Regions from separate parts of the Capra hircus genome. Here region 1 is linked to region 2. The links are chromatin contacts, called in public Hi-C maps. All regions are on one chromosome and are shown on one strand. The core of a region is the stretch at or near the end of the contact, and the rest is flanking DNA. Distances in the headings are between cores, read along the strand shown. Region 1 holds the start of LOC108637283 (a long non-coding RNA gene). Region 2 holds the start of CEP85 (centrosomal protein of 85 kDa).

Region 1 (5,523 bases), core at 2,218-4,717, 89 kb after region 2:
TCACAAGTTGCTAGGTCTTAGTAAACTTCAGAAATAATCCACTTCAGTCTTCTCACCTGAGGCCAGGAGGAAACGGGCTTACCTAGAAGCTAGGTTTCTGGGTTCCTGTTACATTTCACCTTCATTTTCACAGAAATCTACACACCCCACTTTTTGTGCTACCCAAGCCTTTCTTCTGAATCTTGGAACGGTCCACAACCTTACTTTGAAACCTAAATTTATCCCAGCCTTTCCTCCTTCAGCGCCTATCCCCTGCCTCAATCTCCTTTTAATGATACTATAATTTTGTAATTCTCTGGCAGTTCTTTCAGAGAGGTACAGTTTCTGGCCCCGGGTCCCAGAATTGATAGGTGATTAAACCAAGATTCAATCCCCACTCTGCAGGACTCTGAACCCTGGGCCCTCTTTACTGCCCTCCAGCTGCCTCTGGGTCTGCCCACCTCCCATGCCCTGGGATGTGCCCCAGTTCCACTCCAGAACCTGTCCATCACCTGCCAGAGCTGTGGAGCTGGGGCCTGGCATCCTCAATCCCAAGGTCTGTAGAAGAGCAGCAGTACCCACCCCACCCCAGAGGCCCTCCTTTCTTTCCCTTCACCCCGCCTCCCTGCTTTACCCTCCTTCAAAAGCAGCCAAGCCCAAAGAGGCCTGCAGACAGCCCTGAGTTCATCTCCAAAAGCTGCTGCCCAGACAGCCGCAGAGAGCTTCTCAGGATGAAAGGCTTCCTCTTCCTCCTCTTCACCATCAGCCTCTTGATTATGGTTCAGGTAAGAGCAGCCCCCTGGAGTCCCTGGAACCACCACCCCAGGCTCCTCAGACCTGCCTGGCAGCGGGGGGAGGGCCTGGAGGCTCCTGGCACCCAGCCTTCCTCCCATGGGAACCAAGGCCTCCGGACACCTGGCTCCCAGCCTTCCAGTTCTTCTGGTTGGGGTCAGATTGTTGGGAGGTTTCCCCTGAGCATTGCTGCCTCTGGTACTTGAGGCTGGGGCACCCTGACAGGGTGCCAGCATACTGAGGCCCCCAAAGGGTGTTGTGGAATAACAGGGGATGAAGAGGCTTGGGAAGACAGCCCTGAGTGACAATGGCATCACCCCACAGGGAACCTGGGGAAATGGTCCTGTTAGGAGGGGGGCCGGGAGAGGTTCAAACGGAGCCTGATGGAGATAGCAAGGAACCGCCACCCCGGGTGAGGAGCCTGAGTGTTTGGCAATGCTAAGAAGATAGAAATCTCCCATTCCAGAAACAGCTAGAGTCTCAAGATCAACTGCTATTCCAAGAGGCAGCTTTGGCAGCATTCTCAGTAGAGGAGAAGGGAGCCATCGAGTTCTCCATCGAGAACAGCCTGATCAAGCATTAGGGACACCTTGGTCACCATCAGAAACAGCTTAATCTCCATCAAGGGCAGCTTTAGTTGCAGAGTGATCAGGCTTTGAGAACAGCTTGATCACCATCTGGCCATCTCTTTGGGGGAAAAAGCCACACCCTCCCTACCTCCACCCACCCACACTCTACCAGGTGCTTTCTCTCCAGCTGGTCTCCCGTGACCTCCCCCACGACTATGATGGCTCTTCTTCCCATCCCTAGACGAGGAAACTGCAGTTCAGAGAGGTTAAGGCCCTGGCTGGGCTATCAAGGTCAAGGCCTGGAGCCACAGATTTCCCTATCTCCTGCATGCTGGAGGTACGGGTGGCCTGGTGGACATGAAAGGAAGGTTCCAGGGCACACAGACCGGGGACTGCCTCTGACCCTGCCTCCGTTGTGGCCCGAAGCCGCCAGCCCTCCCCACAGGACGTTGCGGCAGAAGTCACGACCCTCAGGACAGGGAACCGGGGGCTACAGTCTGGGGGTGGGAGAACTGGGTCTCTAAACAACACACCTGAGACTCACCCCTCCCCGGGCTTGCCCCACTTCTTCTCTTGCAGATACAAACCGGAGTCCTGGGAAGCAACCGCACCTTCACCACCTACAAGAAACCCCAAAGTGGCTCCCCAGCCTTCAGCAGCCTGGCCGGTGGCAGCATCCTTTTCTTCTTGACCAATACCCTCATCCAGCTCTTCCACCTCACCTGAGCTGACACGCCCCAGCCCTCATCTCATGCCCCCCCAAGACAGCGGCCATCGTCACTAGCAGGAGAAGCACCCCCAATCCTTGGGAGGTGCTGATGCTAGAGATGAGCAGGTTATAGGAATTGATGGGCAGAGCTTGGGGTGGGGCCCATGGCTGACACAGGGAGGTTCTGACATGGAGGAGGAAGCACCTCCCAGCTGGGGGTCAATAAAGCTGTTGTGTACTTGGAGCAGGGTCCTACGTGTGGTCACTGGACATCACCAGACCTGAAGAGCCAGCACCCAGGGGCTGCCTGTGTCCCCATCAGCAGGAGAGGTGGCACCAGGGAGCTCACACCCCACCTTCCCTGCCCCAAAGCCTGGAAGCTGGGGCCCTACCCATTTGGATCCCCTTGAAAGGACCCAGCCCAGAACCTGCCGTAGTCACCCTCTCTTTAGTTGCATTTGGTCACCGGTGCCTGGGAGTTCAGGAAGGGAGGTCCCAGAGGACCCACATACACCCACCCAGACCTTGGGCATCCACAGTTGCAGAGGCAAGTCCCCCACTCCATTACCTGAGTTTCTTCTGAACAACAGAGTCAGAGAGAACTGCCCGCCCAACCTCTAGCGGTTCCCTCACAGCCAGCCTCCTGTCGTCACGCCTCCAACCACGGGGGCGCTGAGAAAGGTGAAGAGGCCGCTGTCTGTCTCTTTCCCACCTACCCATGGGTTAGGAGGCAGGAAGGACACACAGCTGCTCTAACCACTCGTACCCCTCTTGGAATTGGGATCAACAGAGAGGGAAAGGGACCCTGGAGAAGTCCCCATCTCTGCCTCTTCCTGGAGGATCTCAGCCAAGAGGCCAAGGGTCTGCTAGATTGAAGGACTATGTCCTGCCCTCTCTGAGCCGGGTTAGGGACCAAGACCCCCTGTCCCGGCTTATCTGACTGAGATCAAACCTTTAGGGCCTGAGACCAGGGTTGGGAGAAATTGAGAGGCTCTGGCGAGCAAGGCCCTTTGAGGTGTGGCTCCCACTCGCCTCTCTCGCCCGGCCCACCCTGCCCCCATCACACTGGACTTCCAGGCTTCCACCCCTGAATTTGTCTGCACCCCTCTGCCATCCTCTAGCCCGGCTGACTCCTTCTCATTCTCCACATCGCAGGTGAGGATTCCCTCCTCCGGGCAGCGTTCCATGCCTTGTGCCTCTAAATATAGTTTCAAGTCCTCCCCTGTGCATGCCTCCACTTCCTTTCTTTGCCTGTCACTGAATGTATCACCCTACCCGTTGGAATCCTCCACTGGACTGTGGGTTGCCTGAGCACAGGGACCAAGGCTTGGTTCATGTTCGTGCTCCCATAGCCCGCGCTCCGGGAACACATCATTTCAGGGAGGCGGTGACAAGGTCACACTCTGCAGTCAGTCTGGTCCCAGGGCTCCCTCTGGTGGCAGAGGGAGGCCTTGCATCTGAACGCCCGAACCGGAAGGAGGGAAGAAGCAAGCCCACCTGAGCCTAGGCAAGTCAGAAGGCACGTGAATAAAACCTCACTCCCGCCCCCCACCCCAAATATCAAGGTGCAGTGTCAAGGATACCTGGGAACATAGTATAAAACAGTTTATGTTACAACAAAAAACCCTATAAAAACATGTCATCCCAGGGAGAGCCTCCAGGGCTGGGGGGTGGCAGGGAGGTTTCAAAGCACATGGACAGTCCAGATCTGGGACGCCCTGTCCTTGGCCAGCTCCCACAGCACTGCGTGGTCCCGATCGTAGCCCCGGCCGCCTGCAGGGGATGGGGTAAGAGACGGGGAGATGGTCAGAAAGAGCTGGGGACTCCACTGCCCTCAGGGGCCTTCTCCCACACACATGCCCAACTTACCCTTCACATCTAGGATCCGACCTTCAAACATCTGGCTGCAGATGTGGCCCGACTCACTGATGCTCCATGTCTGGCGGGGCAGGCGGCTCTCAGCCCACAGCACCACCTTGGAGCCTGTGCTGGGGGGGCCTATCACCTGCAGGCTCATGGTGGGGGCCACCTGAGGCCCCCAGGAGATCGTCAGGCACCGGCCCTCCCCCAGGGACTCTGCCAAACCTAAGACAACTTTGATACACCCAGCTTTGAATTTCTGGCTCTCGTGGACTGTGACTCTGGGCAAACGTCTTGATCTTTCTGAGCTCTGTTTTCCTGGGGGGATGGTTGTTGAAAGGGTTCTGGTTCAATGTGAGAAACCATCGAAGAGCTGGGAAAATATGAACTCCTCCAGGAAGACTTCCATGACTGACTCTTGAAACACAGGCTTTAGCAGCAAACATCCACATACTTACTGGCTATGTGATTTTCAGCCAGTTACTAAACTCTGCTCTGGTTTCCTTACCTATAAAATGGGAAGTATAATAGGACCTGCCCTCTAGTGCCCTCTAGGGATTCCATGCGATGTTCACGTGAAGACATCATGATGTTCATAAGGAAGACATCTGCAGGGTGTCCCCTCCACCGCCACTTTCTCAGGAAGGGCTCCCCTTGTCAGAGATACTGGTATTCCCTATTTTCCTTTCTTCATGTATTTTTCCAAGCACTTTTCAACGCCTAGGACTCATTGAAGCCGTTTCTTTCTCTCCCCACTAGGAAGCAAGCTTCAGGAGGGCCAAACACATGGCGGGTGTTCAGGAAAGATTTGCGCAATGAATCTATCATTTCCTTTTGGCCATGCCTCATGACTTGTGGGATCTGATTTCCCAACCAGGTTCAAGCCCGGGTGCCTGGCAGTAAAAGCCCCGAGTCCTAAGCACTGGACCACCAGAGAATTCCCAAATCTGTCATTAATAATAGGACCCAGATCTGTCACAGGTTATCAGAGCTGGGAGGTCCCTTAGAAGCCTCTGGCCCAGCCGCTTTGTTTTGCAGATGAGACAGAGGCCCAGGGAAGAGCCTGAATTGCCCAAGGGTACACAGCCTGCTTTCTCCAGCTCCCCAGGGTCCCGGTGTCTGTATCTCTCTGCCTCTCTGGCCCAAGACTGGCTCCTGTTTCCGACTGAGCACAGGCTGGGACTCCTGAAGGTGGGCTTGTGAGGGTCTGAGGGCCCTGATGTCGCTGTCCCAGCCCCGAAACCAGTACCTGGTTCTTCAGTAGCCCATCCTCGTAGAACCAGATGTTGCTGCCTCCAGCTCGGGGCTCAGAGACCACCACGCGGCCCGCCTTCATGTCTTCCACGTGGTCCGGCACAGTCAGGAATCCCCCCAGTGCCGCATTCCAGAGGCGGAAATAAGCCCGGCGCTGGTGAGTGGGGGGAGTCGAGAGTCAGGGCTCTCTGGGCAGGGAGGCTCCCCCTTGGGCCCCGAGTGCCCTCAACTCTGGACCCTCTAGTAACCCAAGCTCCCAGGCTCTCCCTCCTGCCCCAAACCGACCTGGACCCTGCTTCTAAGTCACCCCTTCTTTCTCACACATATGCCGAGGGCACACTCACGGCACACACCCACACA
Region 2 (5,748 bases), core at 2,395-4,894:
GTACCCAGGGATTGCCATGACAAAGTTCTGAGGGCTGCACCAGGGTCTGGGGATGCACACTGGCTGGTCTTGGATCTTATCTCTGCTCAATAGCATGGGACTTGGGAGAAGTTATTTACCCTAAGTCTTAGCTTTCTCAGCTATACATGGCATAGTTGTCATTTGGGGACTGTTTGTAGTCATAATGTTTTATCCCTTATCAGAACCTGAGGCTATCCAGAAATGATTTAGAGTAGGGGTTGAAATGTCAAGATACAAGGCCAGGAAGGTAATAACAAGTGAGGGGGTTGAGTGGAGTCCACAATGATTGGAGAGTTCATCTCTGTATCTCCATCCGTCTCACCCCCAGACCAGCAGTGGAACTGCCGCACAGCTGTTGTTCAGTCACTAAGTCGTGTCCAACTCTTTGTAACCCCATGAACTGCAGCATGCCAGGCTTTCCTGTCTTTCCCTATTTCCTGGGGTTTGCTCACACTCATGTCCATTGAGTCAGTGATGCTCTCCAACTGTCTGAGTGCTCAGGGCCACACAGGGAGCCCCAGGAAAGCTTGTTGAAAGAATGCCTGAATGACTTACTAAATAATCTCCACAGTAGAGTGTTTAAGCCTAAAATGTTTCCCAGGCTCACAAAGCCACCTAATTCTGCTTTAAAATCATTTCTTTCTTTCCTGCAGGATCCTGGATGGCCATCTTTCTTCTCACGGTGATAGGCTGGATGCTAGGATAAAATCCTATCCAGATACTCCCCCGAAGCTCTAGTCCTTAGCCTTTAGTTTAGTGGCCTGAGGCAAGGGTAGGGTTGAGGAAGATATGGGGGAAGGCAACTAGTCTGTCCTCTTGTTAGGGACCAAACAGGTTGGGGGTGAAGATGGAATCCATGTGTGACTTACTAAACTGTCTGGTAAGGATTGTGACCACTGAACCTTGGGCAGTGTGCTTCATTTCACCTTCCCTTCCCATCTCTGGAACTCTTCCAAGGGTAGCTTTGGACTGCTCAATATGGTAAGGTGTAGGCAAAGGTTATGGCCAATAAACAACACAGAACTTTCCTACTTTATTTGACTCCTTTTCTGTTATCAGACCACAAAGCTTCGCGGCTTTATGAGGAATGGTGTATGTGTTTGTGCATGTGTGCACGCGTGTGTGTGTGTGTACATACAGGTGAGAAGTAACTTTGTTCTCCGTGGGTCTCGGTTCTATTTGTAAGATGAAAGAATTTGACCAGATGATCTTTGCTTCAACATGGGGACTCCATGACTCTCATTCTAGCTGAGTTGCTGGGCCATGGCCAACTGGTTCCAAGACTCCTTTCTTCTGCAGAATGAGCAAGAACTATTCAATTTCAGAATTAGGATTTAATGTGTCAAAATAGGGCTTCCCTGGTAGCTCAACTGGTAAAGAATCTGCTGGCAATACAGTAGACCCCAGTTTGATTCCTGGGTCAGGAAGATCCCCTGGAGAAGGGATAGGATACCCACTCCAGTACTCACGGGCTTCCCTGGTGGCTCAGATGGGAAAGAATCTGCCTGCAATGTGGGAGACCTGGGTTGGGATGATCCCCTGGAGGAGGGCATGGCAACCCACTCCAGTATTCTTGCCTGAAGAATTCCACGAACAGAGGAGACTGGCGGGCTACAGTCCATGGGATTGCAGAGAGTCAGACACGACTGAATGACTAAGCACAGCACCGCCGGTATGAATATAATATTATTCTGATCATTATTTCCAGCCTCATTAACTCCCCTTTCCTAACAGAGGGTGGATATAGGCAACAGTGTGCTACGATTTATTCATTCAAAAACAGGTTGGAATCTACTGGGAATTCAACAGCACACAAAACACAGGCTTTGACCCTGCAGAGAGGATAGTTGAAGGCAGGAAGCACCACTGCTTTGTGTGAACCACAAAGCAGGACAGGCTTTAGAGGCGGACAGAGGTGGTACTTTCACAAAATCCCAAGAAGGCCCTATGCCTATTTTGTTGTTTCATTTAAAAAATACTGCTTTTATTTGTATCTATAATCATTTTGAACTGTGGTGTTGGAGAAGACTCTTGAGAGTCCCTTGGACTGCAAGGAGATTCAACCAGTCCATTCTGAAGGAGATCGGTCCTGGGTGTTCTTTGGAAGGAATGATGCTAAAGCTGAAACTCCAGTACTTTGGCCACCTCATGTGAAGAGTTGACTCATTGGAAAAGGCTCTGATGCTGGGAGGGACTAGGGGCAGGAGGAGAAGGGGACGACAGAGGATGAGATGGCTGGATGGCATCACCGACTCGATGGACATTGAGTCTGAGTGAACTCCAGGAGTTGTTGATAGACAGGGAGGCCTGGCGTGCTGCGATTCATGGGGTCGCAGAGTCGGACACGACTGAGAGACTGAACTGAACTGACTGATAATCATTTTAGAAATTAATTTCTTGGGGAAATATGTTGTTACAAGCAACTAAATTAAAAGTCTTTAACATTTCATTTGCAAAATCTTTTCTTATTATTTAATGATTTAACAGCTCCAGAAAAAAAATTAAGTCAAATGATCAATCCATATTTTTTCATGTACATAAAAATCACACACATTAAATTGGTACAATTAATTACATTTCATTGGGAATTTATATTTACTTTATGAGTCTGGAGTAGAGAGAGCTTTTAAATAGCCCTGTTGACAAAGGTATTAACCCTTGCCCACACTTAAAATATATCCAGTCAGGATTTCCCTCGTGGTCCAGTGGCTAAGACTGTGCTCCCAATGCAGGGCTCCACATTTGATCCCTGGTCAGGGAACTAGATCTCATGCTGCAACTCAAGATCCCATGTGCCACAACTAAGCCACCAAATAAATAAATAAAAATATTTTAAAATAACTAAAATAAAATATATCCTAGGGAATTCCTTGGCAGTTCAATGGCTAGGACTTGGGGCTTCTACTGCTGAGGGCTCAGTTCAATCTCTGGTAGGGTAACTAAGATTGGAACTAAGATCCTGCAAGCCACAGGCTGGGGCAAAAAAAAGAAAATATTCCAAAGTATAAGGGGGAAATACCATTGACTATATTATGCTTACATATCTCAAAAAGAAAACAGAATGAAACAAAATAAAGTTAAAAGGAAGCTACTGAACTTAAACTGTGTTGAAAATTGTGACTATTCTCTGAAATTAGCGCCAAAAATCTCCATTAAAATATAAATGAGAGCGGAGGACGTTTGAGTAGGGAGGCAAAATTGATCCCATACCCTTCAATCTGACTCCTGGTCACAGACTGACCATGGCCTGTTATGTAAACCAGATCAAGTCCTGACCCCGACCACAGCCTAACTCCGGGTCACAATGTGACCCCCTGTTTCAGGTGGGAGTACTGATAGGTGGTGAGGAATGGGAGTAGGCTGGGATCCCGGAATGAGCTGCGCCCAGTTTCTCAATCTGCACAGGCCCAAGAAGGCCACTTCAGGGCCCGGTGAGCAGCGCTCCGCCCAGAAGCGAGACCAGCAGAGGGGCTGGGGCGACGGCACAGAGCCGCGACTGGCTCATGCGCAGAGAGATCCGTCCGTTCCCCGCGCCGAGGGCGGCGTGCAAGGGCGGGACACCCGCGCGACCCTACTTCTGATTGGTCGCAGATGGGCAGAAAGGGGCGGGGCCTGGGCGGAGCGCGCGGCGCGCGGCCTGGCGGGTGTGTTAACGGCCGTTAAGCAAGGTGAGGGGGCCGAGCCGCTGTCCGTGGCAGACGCGGTCGCCGCGGTTGGTGTTCCTGAGTGAGGGGTTTTGCTGCCCGCTTTCAAGCCCACGTAAGTCCTCTCTCCCGGGCCTTCATTGGACTGACAAACCCTGTGCCTTCCTTGGAGAGCCCCGGCAGAGCCTCAGGCACTGTCGACCTGCCTCCGTGGGGGGCCGAGGGAGAGCGAAGAGCATGCGCAGAGCGGCTGAGCTGCCCGCCTTGGGTCTCTCACGCCCCGGCTTTCTGAAATAACGCCCCCCGCTTTCATCGCCTTGCTCTCTCCATCCCTCATTCCACAGCAGTTGCGGGACCTCTGTGAGGTACAGTCCCGGTCCCGGTCGCCAGGGCACGGCGGGAGGGAAGTTCCTTGCCCTCTAGGAGCGCGTAGCCCTGGGAGAGGAGACGTCAACCGGGTGGTTGTGCCGGGTGGAGAAGTACGGAGCGCGGAACCCTAGGCACCAACAGGTCTGAGGGGGCGGGGAGCCCTGCCGGAGGAAGCGAAGTCTGAGCCAAGATTTGGAGCATGAATAGAGAAGGAAGGTCGGAGGGACCGAGAGCGCTCGTGAAGGCGCTAGGATGGAGTTTCTGAGCCCGCACGGTTTTGCTTCCCCCTCCACAAGCTATTTAAGTGTCTGGAGACGTTTTGGGTTCTCACAACTCTGGGATTGTTCCTGGCATCCGATGGGTAGATGTCAGGGGTGCTGCTGAACAACCTGCAGGACAGCCCTACATCAAAGACTTACCGACTCCAGTATCAGTAGTACCAAGATTGAGGATCCCTGCTGTAGACAGGGAGGAGCTGGTTCTCTGGATGCACATAAAGTGTGTTGAAGCTTATTTATTCAATAGAGGGTGTTCAGCACATTAAACGGAAGGATCAGAACCCTGTTTGTCGTCTGCACCAGTCTACTTCCACCACATGGCACAGAGCCAGGCAAATAGGCACTCAGTAAATTTTGGTTGATGAATTGAATACTGTGTGCTAGGAAGGGAGGAGTGGTGATACAAGGACGATTAAGATAACCATGCTTCATTTCTTGCCCTTAGGCCTTGTATGTTTTATAATAATCTGATGGTGTGGTGTGTTTCAGGACTCCTTTGTAAAGGCAACATCTTGGCAAGGATTTGGCTTTTCTTTAGATCTGGTTCAGTGAATGATCAAGGCAATGGAAATAGTGTAATGGTGTGAGATTCTTAGTGTGTCTGTGTCCGCTGTCTGTGTATCCCTTCAAATCCTCTCCTGTCTTGATGTGGTTCTCTCAACAGCTGTCAAATGTATTCCACACTAAGATTATAATTCTTCAAAAGAGGAATACTTAACAACAGTCAAAATCTAGTTCTTGGATAGCAACTTGGGAAATAGAGCTTGGGTGGTGACCAGTGGGAAAGTGAAGAAATTATATGAGCTGCCCCAGCTCCTCGGAGAAGGCAATGGCACCCCACTCCAGTACTCTTGCCTGGAAAATCCCATGGACGGAGGAGCCTGGTAGCCTGCAGTCCATGGGGTCGCTAAGAGTCGGACATGACTGAGCGACTTCACTTTTCACTTTTCACTTTCATGCATTGGAGAAGGAAATGGCAGCCCACTCCAGTGTTCTTGCCTGGAGAATCCTAGGGACCGCGGAGCCTGGTGGGCTGCCATCTATGGGGTCGCACAGAGTCGGACACGACTGAAGCAACGCAGCAGCAGCAGCCGCCGCCCCAGCTCCTAAGTGCTTTGGGACTTGCAGTTCTGGCTATGTCTGAGACAGAAACTCCAACTTGTGGTGGCTTAGTAACTACCTCATAGGTTTGATGTGAGTATTAAACATAAGACATGATACTATAGAATCTTTAGCACAGTGCTTGATGGGTATTAAGGACTGGCATACCTCAGATATATTGTGGGTAGGGTTCCAGACCACCAGAATAAATCGAGTCACACAAATTTTTTTGGTTTCTCAGTATTATATGTTATGTTTACACTTTACTGTATTCCCTTAAGTATGCAATAGCATTATGTCTTTTAAAAATGTACATGCCTTAATTAAAAAATACT

What was found. Hi-C and Micro-C count contacts between places; a contact is called where the count stands out from the background.
Region 1: a Hi-C map of blood shows a contact between it and region 2, with 2.6 times the contacts expected there. The contact joins the enhancer-like site here to the promoter of CEP85 in region 2. A contact is called at or near these places in 2 of 5 Hi-C or Micro-C datasets (both in blood).

What each region holds. Positions count from the first base shown.
Region 1 is chr2:9,166,549-9,172,071 of ARS1.2, forward strand. AIM1L (absent in melanoma 1-like protein) reads right to left here. Exons shown (of 22, transcript XM_018056341.1): 20 at 5,159-5,317; 21 at 3,919-4,078; 22 at 3,638-3,822. The coding sequence ends at 3,734. LOC108637283 (a long non-coding RNA gene) reads left to right here and starts at 482. Exons shown (of 2, transcript XR_001918921.1): 1 at 482-764; 2 at 1,920-2,293. Within about 2 kb of position 3,468, at least 3 of the 5 cell types and tissues checked have an H3K27ac peak or open chromatin away from gene starts, as enhancers often do.
Region 2 is chr2:9,077,447-9,083,194 of ARS1.2, forward strand. CEP85 (centrosomal protein of 85 kDa) reads left to right here and starts at 3,645. Exons shown (of 15, transcript XM_005676818.3): 1 at 3,645-3,780. It overlaps LOC102171110 (hyphal wall protein 1), which reads left to right. Exons shown (of 9, transcript XM_005676819.3): 9 at 675-1,057. The coding sequence ends at 727.